2 separate regions of the Mus musculus genome follow, and region 2 is linked to region 1. The links are chromatin contacts, called in public HiChIP or PLAC-seq maps. All regions are on one chromosome and are shown on one strand. Each heading gives the region's core, a stretch centred on a gene start, on an enhancer-like site or on the middle of the called end of the contact. The rest is flanking DNA. Distances are from core to core; before and after follow the strand shown. Region 1 holds the start of Kcnt1 (potassium channel, subfamily T, member 1). Region 2 holds the start of Qsox2 (quiescin Q6 sulfhydryl oxidase 2).

The links. HiChIP or PLAC-seq counts read pairs in DNA pulled down with a chosen protein or histone mark.
Region 2: a contact with region 1 is called in an H3K27ac HiChIP or PLAC-seq map of embryonic stem cells, with 5 read pairs. The contact joins the promoter of Qsox2 here to the promoter of Kcnt1 in region 1. A contact is called at or near these places in 1 of 39 promoter capture datasets (liver), 2 of 115 datasets of contacts at active chromatin or transcription factors (embryonic stem cells and large pre-B cells) and 3 of 9 other capture datasets (adipose tissue, embryonic stem cells and pancreatic islet).

What each region holds. Positions count from the first base shown.
Region 1 is chr2:25,874,050-25,879,847 of GRCm38.p6, reverse strand. Kcnt1 (potassium channel, subfamily T, member 1) reads right to left here and starts at 2,065. Exons shown (of 31, transcript NM_001302351.1): 1 at 1,813-2,065. The coding sequence starts at 1,967.
Region 2 is chr2:26,235,987-26,242,171 of GRCm38.p6, reverse strand. It overlaps Qsox2 (quiescin Q6 sulfhydryl oxidase 2), which reads left to right and starts at 4,773. Exons shown (of 12, transcript NM_001302956.1): 1 at 4,773-5,129. The coding sequence starts at 4,820.

The DNA of each region.
Region 1 (5,798 bases), core at 816-3,315:
TCCCAAACTTTGAAATAGATTCTCCTCTCCCCAGCTCACATTTTTCAACCATTCTAAGCCTCAGTGGGAGATGGAGAAAGAGGGTTCAGGTTGGGTGGGGTGAGAGGGTCCAAGCCTATTATAGTTCTGAAAAAAACGCAGTGTCTCAGGAACTGTGTGGGCAGTCACACCACAATGTGGACATGGTTGGGGCTATCAAGATACTTTTCTACCTTGTTGTCTTCCTAGTAGTGGAGAGGTCTCTGACTTTTCTGGCCAGCAGTCCAGACATAGAACAGGGGCAAAGGCAAGTCACAGGCCACAATCTTGCCTGGAAACTTCAACAAATCCAATTCCTAACGAGTCATTCCACCTCATCCTCCCCAGCTGGGACCTGCCTTGGCGCCCAACTGCTCATCACAGCAGGTGTTAAGATGCCAGCTGCAGGCCCAGGTGCTGCCTGGGACCGGTTGGGTACGCAGCTTCCTTCTCTCTGCTTTGCAGAGGAGGTTGGCAAGGACCCTGCATAGAGGAGAGAGAGGCTATCCTTGTTGAAGAGCCAGCAGCACAGCCTGTGGTCTACAGGATGAAGGGCAGCCACATGCAGAGGTGCAAGTGGGGGGAGGGCTTCCTGGAAGAGGTGGCCACAGCCGTGTTGTACTCTGGGCTCAGGCGTAGCCTGGGCAAAACTGCCTTGCCTGCAGCCCATCTCTCATGGGGCCAGATTGGCAGGGGAGGGAGCTTCTGGGATCACTGGACCAAACTGTCCATTAGGAGGGAGAGGCCAAGAAGGATGCATCCCCAGGCCCCTGAGCAGCACTAACTACCCTCCTGCCTGAGCTGCCCATCCGATATGGGAGGCCCCTCAAGAGCCATTTCTGGTAAATGGAAACAGCGTAGCAGCAGCCTTCCTGTGTGAGAACCAAGAGACTGGTGCAAATGGGGGAGGTAAAGGAAGAAGGGGGTGCTGTGATCACCTTAGGCCAGCCATCTGTTGGGCCAAGCCATGGCCAAACCACCAGGCTTGACCCAGGGGGTTCACCATCCCTCTGTCCAGAAAGCCCTGCCAATTCTTGTTCACCCTTAAAAGCCAGTGCTCAGGAAGTTGACTGGCCTGGTCCCATTCAGTCCTACCCCAATGGCTAGCAGAACAGGCTTCAAGCTCACGATGTGCCCACACCAGGCCAGGTCTGATTCATTTCCCCCCACAGCAGCCAGCAGGATTCTTGGCACAAGCAGGTGATGGCTAGGGATTCACTGCTGCAAAGACCTCAGTGCCCTCATCCATGAAATGGGGAGCCACATCCTGCCTGGAGCTTGCAGGAGGATGAAAAGGGTGGGCTCCGTTCTGCAAAGGCCTCCTGCATTCTGGTTGCCCACCATGCTAGTTAGTACTCAGCAATCCCATACCTTTACTGTAACCCAGCCAGCCAGTTTGCTATCTAGCCTGCCAGGGCCTCAGCTGCTCACTTCTGAAGTGCCTACCTCTCCTTAGTGTCCCTCCTCAACCCACTCCAGTGGGCTTCCTGGAGCACTGTGGTCCAGGGCCACCTGACTCAGAGCCCAGGTCATATTTGCAAGGCCCTGGGCCACCTGACTCAGAGCCCAGGTCATATTTGCAAGGCCCTAGGTTCAACCACTAAGCAAGGGGCCCCGGGGTCTAAGTCTCCCCAAGCCAGGCTTCAGGCAAGGGGTGGTGGGACTCCAGGACGCCCTCTCCAGGGCTACAGGCAACGCCAGGCGGGGGAGCAGAGCCAGTGCTAAACAAAATGCGAACGACGCGAAGCCCCTCCCGCGCAGCCGCGGGGTCCTGGTCCCCGCAAGTGTCCCTACCTCTGGCCCACGTCGCTGCCCACGGAGCCCCCGCCGCGGGCCGGCAGTAGCGGGCTGAGCCCGTGTGGCTCCTCAGGGGCTGCAGCGCCGGCTGGGGTGTCCCCCGGACCCGCCTTGCCCTCGGACGGCGAGCGCGGCAGCTTGGCCCGCGCCATCCTGCGGGAGCGCTTGGCGCGGGTGGCGGGGGCGGGGGCGGCGCCGGGCGCAACCACCGCGCACCTCACCCCCAACGCGCAGCACAGTGGAATGGTCCAGAGTGGGGAGGGTGTCAGCTTGGCTCCCCGTGCACCAAGGTCGGCTCCAGGCTCTTGTCCCAACCTGGATGCCTCAGGGAGGACGCAGTTCCAGTGTACAGCTGTCTTACCCCGACTCCTACCAGAAGTAATAGTAATGGTGATAACGGTCATTGCGCTGAAGAGAGATGGGATGCAGAAAGGGTAGCACAGCTCATGAGGCTCTTGGTAGCTCACCTCCAGAGGAAGTTTGATGGAGAGAAAAGATAGCCATCTCTGCTGGGCATCTACCCACATCACAGGGTACTCTTGTGTGTCCTGGGAACCATGGTGTATTGCTCAGGATGGCAGGAAGCCCAGAGCTCCACCCATCCTCTAAGTCCCACCTCAGGGCCTCACGGAGTGAAGTGGGCCCACTCTTCTAGTCAGATGGGAAATGGTACGTGTGCTCTTTCTCCCTGCTGCTGATGTTTAGGGTCCTCACCCTCCAATCCTATCTCAGGGCTGTCAGGGTCGATGCCTGAATTGTCCTGAGTTCCCATCTTTTTTTTTTTTTTTTTTTTTTTTTTTTTTTTTTTTTTCCAAGACAGGGTTTCTCTGTGTAGCCCTGGCTGTGCTAGAACTCTGTAGATCAGGCTGGCCTCGAACTCAGAACTCAGAAATCCACCTGCCTCTGCCTCCCAAGTGCTGGGATTAAAGGTGTGTGCCACCACTGCCCGGCAGCAGCTTGGGTTCCCATCTTAGGTGTGGTAACTCCAGATACAGGTATTAGTCTGTGCCAGGTACCTGGGGACTTGCACAGTCTCAACTCACAACCTGAGCAGGACCTGGGGAGATAGCACAGAATTATTAAAGTCCTTGCAACACAAGGATGGAACTTGTGTTCAAGTCCCAACACATACATTAAAAAAAAAAAAAAAAAAAAGCCAGACATGGTGATAGCACACACTTAAAATCGGAGACCTGGGGGAGCAGAGGCAGGAAATTCCTGGAGGTTGCTGGCCAGTTGGCCTCACCAAATTGGCTCTAGTCCCAGGAAGAGACCTCATCTTGAAATACAAAAGCAAGTGGAAAAAAACAAGGGAGAAATTGAGGAAGACAGCTGAGGTTGTTTCCAGTCTCTACACACATGTGCATGCATACATATCACCTATGCACGACACACACAGGCCTACACTCACACGAACAGACACATACACCTCTCCCCGACACACACTAAACCAAACCAAAGTCATAACCTGAGCAGTGTGCAGTGGGGAAACTGAGGATAAAGTGGTTTTCCCCACTAAACTGAAGCAATAAGAAACAGAGCATTTGAAGGGGAGACTGGCTGACTCAGAGATACCTGGTATGGTTTTTCTAGCCCAGACTATCCATTTCACAGCTGAGGCTGCAGGTGGCTCACCCAGGACAACAGCTGGGTGTTTTACAGCTGGCCTGCCCCACAGTTTTTCTTTTAAACTTGAATAAAATTGCCTTTGTGTTAAAAAAAAAAAAAAAAGACTGCCTTGTTGTCTTTTCCAATTATCTGCTTCAGCTCCAAGTCCTCATAAAACCAGCCCTCAGTCTCTGAGCTAATATCCATGCGAGCATCCCCTGACTACACTTCAGCAGAGCTCATGTGGCCATAGAGGAACAAAGCATTTGTACTCAATGAGTGCCCCTGCAGATAGAAGCCTCTTTGCCCTTCTTGGGAACCCAAGAAGGGACCATGAAATTTCCCAAGGGCATGTTGTGGGATGATTCACAGTAATGTGTGGGACTCAGACTAAGAGACAACAGGGCACAACACAGGATGCTGTGTGCACAGACTGCAGTGCACAGAAAGTGCTAGTAGGACTTTGGGGGAACTTAGGGTCACCAAGGAGCAAGGGTAGAAGGTTGCATTAGTGTCAGGGATGCAGGGCTCCTTGCTCAGAGAGAACACATTTGCATCCCTGAGCAACGTGGGCTGTTCAGAGGCCACATCTGCAGAGCACAGGGGGACAAAGACCTCGCTGCTTGCTTCAGCGTGTGTGGCTGTTCTGTGTTTATTTTCTGAGTACAGCGAGTCTCCATGTGTCCATCTGAATTCCCTGAGTAGAATCGGATAACAGACAAGAGTCTGAGTCAAGCATTTCACCTGGCATGACTTCAAGCTGATGCCTGTGAAGAACCTCTTAGTGGTAGTGGGGAATCTAGGGCAGGGAGGACTCTGCTGCACTTGTTGCTAAATCACATAGATCAGAGTAGGTATAATTTAAGCACGATCATCACCTCTGCTTCCAGAGTCCGGTCCTGTTTCTTATGGAGCTCTTTGGCACCTGGACACAGAGGAGAGTTTCCAGATGTCAGAGAACCTGTTATGGAGTGAGACAAAGAAGAGAAGATGGGTGCCAGGCTTGGACAGTCTGTAGTCCCAAGGCTCAGGATGAATGACATAGAAACCAAGGTATAAATGATGCTCCTTTTAGGAACACCAGGCTATAGGTGACACTGAAAGTGTCCTTGCATAGAGGAATGTGAAGCTCCAAGCCAACTGGATGGAGTCCCTGTGGGTGAAACCTGCTCAAAACAACTACAACTCGAAGGCAGCCTCCGAGACCCAGAGGAGATAAACCAATGTATTAAAGGACAGAATCCAGTCCCTGACACCCCAGCCAGGACAGGACAAACCAGCATCACACACATTCACAAAACAGTGTCAGAAGCAGGGTACTAAGAATGAGAAGATGACAGTCCCAGGACTTAAAAAAAAAAAAAAAGGAATGGGAGACAAGGACTACTATACCCAGCTAATATGTCACCCAAGTCTACAGGTGAAATCCCAAGAGCAGAGCAGTGTACAAGAACCTGGCATGCATGCAGATGCCCTGCCTGAGAGAAAAATAACCTTGAAGATTTGGCCTCTTCACCCTGGTCACCATTTTAGGCTAAACTGGGACAATCATAAATCCTGAGAATGCTTCCCACAGTTTGCTGGTGGTAAATGGGTGGCAGCAGGTAGCTGTCCTAACTTGCATTGTTGTCTAGCTGGGGAGATATCAGATCTTAACCTCTCAATAAGATCATTCCCTAAGACTGTCCCTGTGGAAAGGGCATGGGACCCTACAGCATGCCCAGCTGGACGACCTGAACACTGGGAGTGTGCAGGGTGCTGTGATTCAAAATAAAGATGCTCTGAGCTGGGACTATGGACCTAACATTATCTTCACTGGAGAGACAGTCCACGAAGAAGGACATCTTCAGGCAGGGGTGTTCTTAGGGCATTGCTAGAGATCGAGGAAGTCACAGCAAGGACATTCATAAGATCTAAAATGAAGGGAGGTCCAGAGCTGAGCTCACATAGCCCTTCCCACCTCTGGGGTTCTGGAAAGGTAGTGTGGAGAAGGAACAGAAATGGTGTGGCTACATAAAGCCAGGAGATGAGAGAGCCCCAGTGGCTATACACCATAAGGACAGGTCATGAGTCAGTCCATGAGAGAACATCACTCAGCCTCTACAGAGAGGAAGTCTGCCACAGGCTACCACAGAGGTAGATGTTGTGCTGATAAAGAAGCCATTCAGAAAAAGACAGGTCCTGTGGGACTCGGTTTCTATGAAGTCCCAGAGTCCTTGGCTCCATAAAGACACGCAGTGCAAGGCGGATGCAGGGGCTGGGGCTAAGGACTCAACGTTAATGGGGATGGACAGGGCTGGGGATGCACAGCAGCGTGACTATGCTTACTTACCAGGCAAGGGAAAGAACTCTAAAGACAGAGAGCCTGGCTATCA
Region 2 (6,185 bases), core at 3,524-6,023, 360 kb before region 1:
CGCAGAAGATTCCGGTTGTCCTGAGCGTGTTCTTTCCGGTGGGGACAAAAGCTCGGGATACAGGATCTCACTAAGACTCCCAGGCTGCCCTTAAGCTCACTCTGGCCCAAGCAACCTTGAACTTTGAGTCTTCCTTTCTTAGTCCTGAGTAGCACAGGGCCGCACTACAGTGCAGTTACCTTACATTTTAACACTCATTTTTCCAGTGTTGGGGTAGAATGTGCCTTCAGCACTGAGTCTCCCACCCTAGCCCATCTAATCGCTTTTTAAAACTTAAAAAAATATATTTAAAAAGTTTGTGTGTGTGCCTGTTTTGCCTGCATGGATATATGTACACTATGGATGTGCCTTGGTGCCTGTAGAGGTCAGAAAAGGGTGTTGAATCCTTGGAACAAACAGCTCTGGGCCACCATGTGGGTGCTGGGAATCAAAGCCTGGTCCCCTGCCAGGGCAGCAAGTGCCCGTCGCTGCTGAGCCATCTCTCCAGCCTCTTCTCGTCGAGTTTTAGTGACATAATTTACATACCATAAAGTTTTCTTTTAAAATGCACATATTAGCTGGGCATAATGATGCCTACCTTTAATCCCAGCACTGGGGAGGCAGAGGTGGGCAGATCTATGTGAGTTCAAGGCCAGCCTGGTTTATAGAGCTAGTTCCAGGACAACCAGAGCTACACAGAGAAACCCTGACTTGGAAAAAAATGTACATATTAGTGATTTTTTAGTATATTCAAGAAAGTGTGCAACTAGTTATTTTTTGAATCAGAGGGCCCCTATGGGTATGGATTCCTGACAGATGAGCATCTTGCTAACCTTGGAGACATGTGAGTCCAGGGCTGATCCATCTAGGTCTTGGCTTCTCCTGCCTATGCTTAGATGCACAGAAGTATGGATCTCCTCTGGCTAGCTTATGGCCCCTGGGAAACCCAAATTTAACAACACAAGGAATGGGAAAACCCCCTGGGGCCAGGTCACCATATTTGTCCCGCCACTGCTGCCTGTTTTGGTGCTGGTTCCCAGGCCACTTATAATTCCTTTGTGCCCCTCTGTGAAGTAGGCTACCTTCCCAACAGCCCCTTGCAGACCCACAGTCTAACTTGCCTCAGGGGCATCCCAGCCTCTTAGCTCCAATGGACCGCTCAGTAAGCTAACACATGGCTCCAGGGATCTGCCAGCTAATAGCCTGCACCAAGTTTCCTGGCCCGCCCAGTGCACAGAAGAGATTTGGCTCAGTCAGGGAAAATGAAGTCTTTTGTGTATATAATCTCAAGACACATTTCTGACCTATGGCTTTCCTATTTCCTGCTCTCTTGTTCTGGAATAAATTAATCTAATTTTTAAAAACTTTTTTTTCCTTTTCTATTCGTTGATAACTCCATTGGATTTGTGGCTGAATGAGAGAAACTATGCATTTTATACACACATATTTGGCATGACAATAAATATCCCCCATTAAAACCTTGCAAAATTGCCTCAAGTTCCACAGCACACCTCCCTTGCCCCCGCCCAGTCTATTTCATGGGGATTGGTGCTGAAATGTGGGCACAGTAGGGCTACACACACAGTATAGCCAGGATTTCCCCCGACCCGCCTTCCCTGGCTACAGAGCAGGTGCAGCATGCGTTAGCCTTGGCACAGTGTCCTTGAAGGGAAGCTGGCGATGGGAAACTAATGAGAATCAGGCCAGGCTGTCTGAAGATGGGCTGCAGCTGCAGGAGCCAAGTTGTAAAATTGCTCTTGTGGGCGGAGAGAAAGTGTATCTGCAGAAAGTGCTGGACACGTTTTATTTGCCCATGTGTTCGAGCAGGGTGCTTTGGCATTCAAACACATTGATCGTAGTAAGGCTTCAGTCCCAGGTCCCTCCCTCCAAGGTCTCAGGCTGTACCTGCCCTGGTTCTGATTCCTCATAACTACTTGGACCAATAAATCTTGACATGAGCCTCGGGAGAAGTTATTATTTTTCATAGAAAATAGTTATTTCTCAGTTAAAGCACACTTTTGATTTTCCTGTGATCTGTCTCTGTCAGTGCTTTGCAAACCAGTCTCTTTAGACCATGCTTTCAGCTTTCCACATGCCAAACTGTCACATGAATTTCCCAAGTCCCTGGGGCCCCATGCTCTCCTGCTCTACCATGACAGCCACTCTCATAAAACATATACAAAGGCCACTGGGGCTCTTACAAATGGTTGGGAACCATAAACTCCCTGGAAAGTGTATTCTCATCTTGCCTGCTGTCTGAGCCCTGCCCCAGGACTGGCTGCATGGGCTGGGACTACAGTGGACTTGTCATCAGTGAGACATAGTTCAGCAGTAGACATAGCTCATGTAGTCCCCAGCAACCTGCAGAGTCTCCTCAACTTTCAAAGATCCCCATCCAGGTAACACCAGATCCTTGACTTTGCCACAGATAAGAATTTCAGGATGGGCCAGATGGTAGTGAAGTCAGAGTTCATTAGGAAGAAAGCAACAAAAACTTCAGCATAGTAGTTAATAGAGAGATGCTTAGGGAAAAAATAAGGCACACCCAATCCTGGGTGTTGACTTCTCAAAGGAGAGTCATATCTAAGTGGCTTTGAAATAGCCATGTATAGGATTTCAGAGGCTATCAGAGTTTTTTGCTCAACAGATATCTAAGGGACTCTCCCTTCCTCTTCCTCTTTTCCCCTTTCCAATAAGTGAGATTATAGGATGGTTCTGAAGCCATCTGGATGGAATTACAATCTGGTAAAATAAAACCTTGGGCCACAAGGAGTTTAAGGAACTACTTTTCCTGTAAATGAGTTCCTTGTGAAATTCCTAGAAACCTGCAGGTTTAGATCGAAAAGACACAAACATGGCTTGCTGCTACTTTAACATCCTTATTTTAAAATGTTGTCTCTGTGTCAGCAAATGTTAACTGCATTGGAATTCTTGACTATCAGCTAGAGACAAGCGTCAGCCAATCTCCAGACTCTCTCATATCCCCTGAAGTTTCCTTATCCATCCTGCCTCAGACTTTCTTGCCTTCTGTGTAGAGTTGGGACCTGAAGATCAAGCTCTCCCATCCCAGGCTGGCCTTGTCCAGATCCTTTCCACATACAAACTGAGGGTCAAGAAGCCAGTCCTGCTGGGCATGGTGGCACACGCCTTTAATCCCAGCACTCAGGAGGCAGAGGCAGGCGGATTTCTGAGTTCGAGGCCAGCCTGGTCTACAGAGTGAGTTCCAGGACAGCCAGGGTTACACAGAGAAACTCTGTCTCAAAATTTAAACAACGACGACGACGACGACGACAAAGAAGAAGAAGAAGAAGAAGAAGAAGAAGAAGAAGAAGAAGAAGAAGAAGAAGAAGAAGAAGAAGCCAGTCCTACTCTCATGACTGCCTCCCCCCACCCTACCCCCAGGCAGTTTCCCTACCAGTCTCTCTGGTCCCTTGTCCTGCTTATTCATCCTCTGGTGACCATTAAAAATCAAATAGCTTCTCTGTATTTGTCTCCCAACCATGTCTCCCTGTTGCAGGATATTTGATCACAATGTAAACCCCAAGACTGTGTTATTTACTGAGAATAAAACCGGTTTCTAGTTGTGGTGTGGCTCAGCCCTTAGCACACACCTTTAATCCATGAGCTTTCTGTTTATTGTAAACAGTATAGATTAGATATAGATATAGATATAGATATAGATATAGATATAGATATAGATAGGCTTTTCAAGACAGGGTTTCTCTGTATAGCCCTGGATGTCCTGGAACTCACTCTGTAGACCAGGCTGGCCTCGAACTCAGAAATCTGCCTGCCTCTGCCTCCCAAGTGGTGGGATTAAAGGTATGCGCCACCACGCCTGGTTTATTGTAAACAATATTAAATAGGTCAAGAGGAAGAACAAGAGACCAGTTGACAGGGAGTGAAGTAGGAAAAACCGTACAGTGAGAGATCAGGTAGACAAACAGGAAGTAGAAGAGATTACATATTCTCTCTAGTGTTTGGAGAAAGCAGAACATTAGCATAGGAAAGTAGACTGAGTGATTGGAGAAGCCAGACATGGTGGTGCACATGTGTAATCCCAGTCCAGGGAGGCAGGAGGACAGATTCAGGCACATAGTGAACTCCATGCCAGCCTTAGAACCCTGTCTAAAAAAGAAGAGTCAGGTCTACCTCTCCTTTCTACCATCTTAGCAGGAAGCCAGCCAACTTTACCAGGTGGTTCTACTGTATCATGTGGGTTATAAAAAGGTCAAGGGATCATCGTGGATGTTTGAAGTTGACAGGTAAAATCATAGGTTGCATGTAAAATCTAGGATTCATGCTACATAAGAAATACAGGCATATAGCAAATATTTTTTCGATCTGTTTTTGTCCTATTAAATCTGCATTTCAGACTGAAAATCTTGGCCTGGTGTTTACTCAACATTCAACATGGCACGGGCTATTTCCCCTTGCTAAATCTGGCTACTTAGGCCCAGGACTTTCACTAGGTGAAAATTGCTTGCGGGTTTTAAGATTTTTAAGAGTTTTTTTTAATTGGGATAGGGCCAATGACCAGAGGCAGGGGCGGGGCCAGGAGCACAGGGGCGGAGCAGACTTAAGGAATGAGGCGGGGCCTACATTCTGGGGCGGGAACAATGTTCGGGGGCGGAGCAAAAAAGCGAGCTGTGCGGGACCTGGAATGACCAGTGCTGGGGAGGGGGGTCAAATTACGAGGGCGGGGCGAGAACGAAGAGTAGTGCCTGGGAAGATTAGCGGATTCGGGGGCGGGGCTAGTGCCTAGGGCGGGACCGGCGCGCGCAAGCACGTGACGCCGGTTGCCAGGGTGAAAGGTCAACGCGCCGGCGGCACTCCCAACATGGCTGCCGCCCGGGCTGTGGCGCGGGATCCAGGAGCTTATGCGCGGCAGCCACCGTCTCTTCGAGCCGCGCGGCTGCCGCGGCTGCTCTTCCTGCTGGCGGTGGTGGCGGCAGTGGGGCCCCGGGAGGGCGGCGGGGCGCGGCTCTACCGCGAGGGCTCAGACGCCGTGTGGTTGCTGGACAGCGGCAGCGTGCGGTCGGCCACGGGCAACAGCTCAGCCGCGTGGCTGGTGCAGTTCCACTCGTCGTGGTGCGGCCACTGCATCGGCTACGCACCCACCTGGCGAGCGCTGGCGGCGGACGTGCGAGGTGAGGGCCCCGCGCGCCGGTGGACGTTCCTCCGACGCAACAGCTACGTGGGCGAAGCCCCACAGATGGGGCCGATGGCTTTCCTGAGGTCGCCAGCTCAGAACACCGACTTCAACATGTCCCCAACCACTTATCCTAGCCACTACCCGATCAGTTTGACTTTCCCCATACCCAGCAATTGCATTTCAGAGGCTACCCTCTCCACTCAGGAAGGTCCCCATTCCTGTCAAACCTCAGCCTCGTTTGCTAGGTAGCCGACCATATGGTGGGCATTGGGCTGAGAAACTTAGATACCCACTCTGGGGACTGCTCTGCAACAGCAGAAAGTTTACAAAGCGTCTTCTTGCTGGGCTTCTGGGTCACTAGCCATAGCTTTCAGGAAATCTTCCCATATATGTTTAGTTACTCACCTTTGTAGAACTCAGACCCCTTGGAGCAGCTCCTGTAAATGGAATTTAAGTGGCCTTCCCAGCACTGGCTTACATTTGGCTTCACTGGCTTACAACTGTTGAACTAACCTCTAATTACAGATCTCTCAGGGCAAGACAACAAATTGTTACTCTTTTTCCTGCACCTTTGGTTTTAGGTCTGATGTTGAACACTGCTGTGTTCTTCTTAAACAGATTTGCAAAGAAGCCCTTTTTCCAAGTACGCAATTGCAGATGACTATTTTAAAATGTTTACCCTCTCTTTCCTCATTGTTGGGGCACTTTGACTTATATTTTTTTATTTTTTTGAGACAGTTTCATGACGTTGTCCAGGCTGGCCTTGAATCCATTGACCTCTGCTTTGGTCCTTATGTAGAATCTAATGACATTGTTCTCTTGGGTCGTAAGTTTTCTTTTTCTTTCTTCTTAATACTTAATTTGTTTTGAATTACATGGGCGTGGGTGTGTGCAGGTGAGTGCAGTTTCCCTTGGAAGGCAGAGGTTTTGGATTCCCTGCAGCTGGAATCAGAGGTGGAGGGAGCTGGGAATGACACTCCAGACTGAAAGAGCAGTGTGTGGGGTTTTCTTTGTTTGCCTCTTTATTTATAGTTTTTCAAGCCAGGGATTC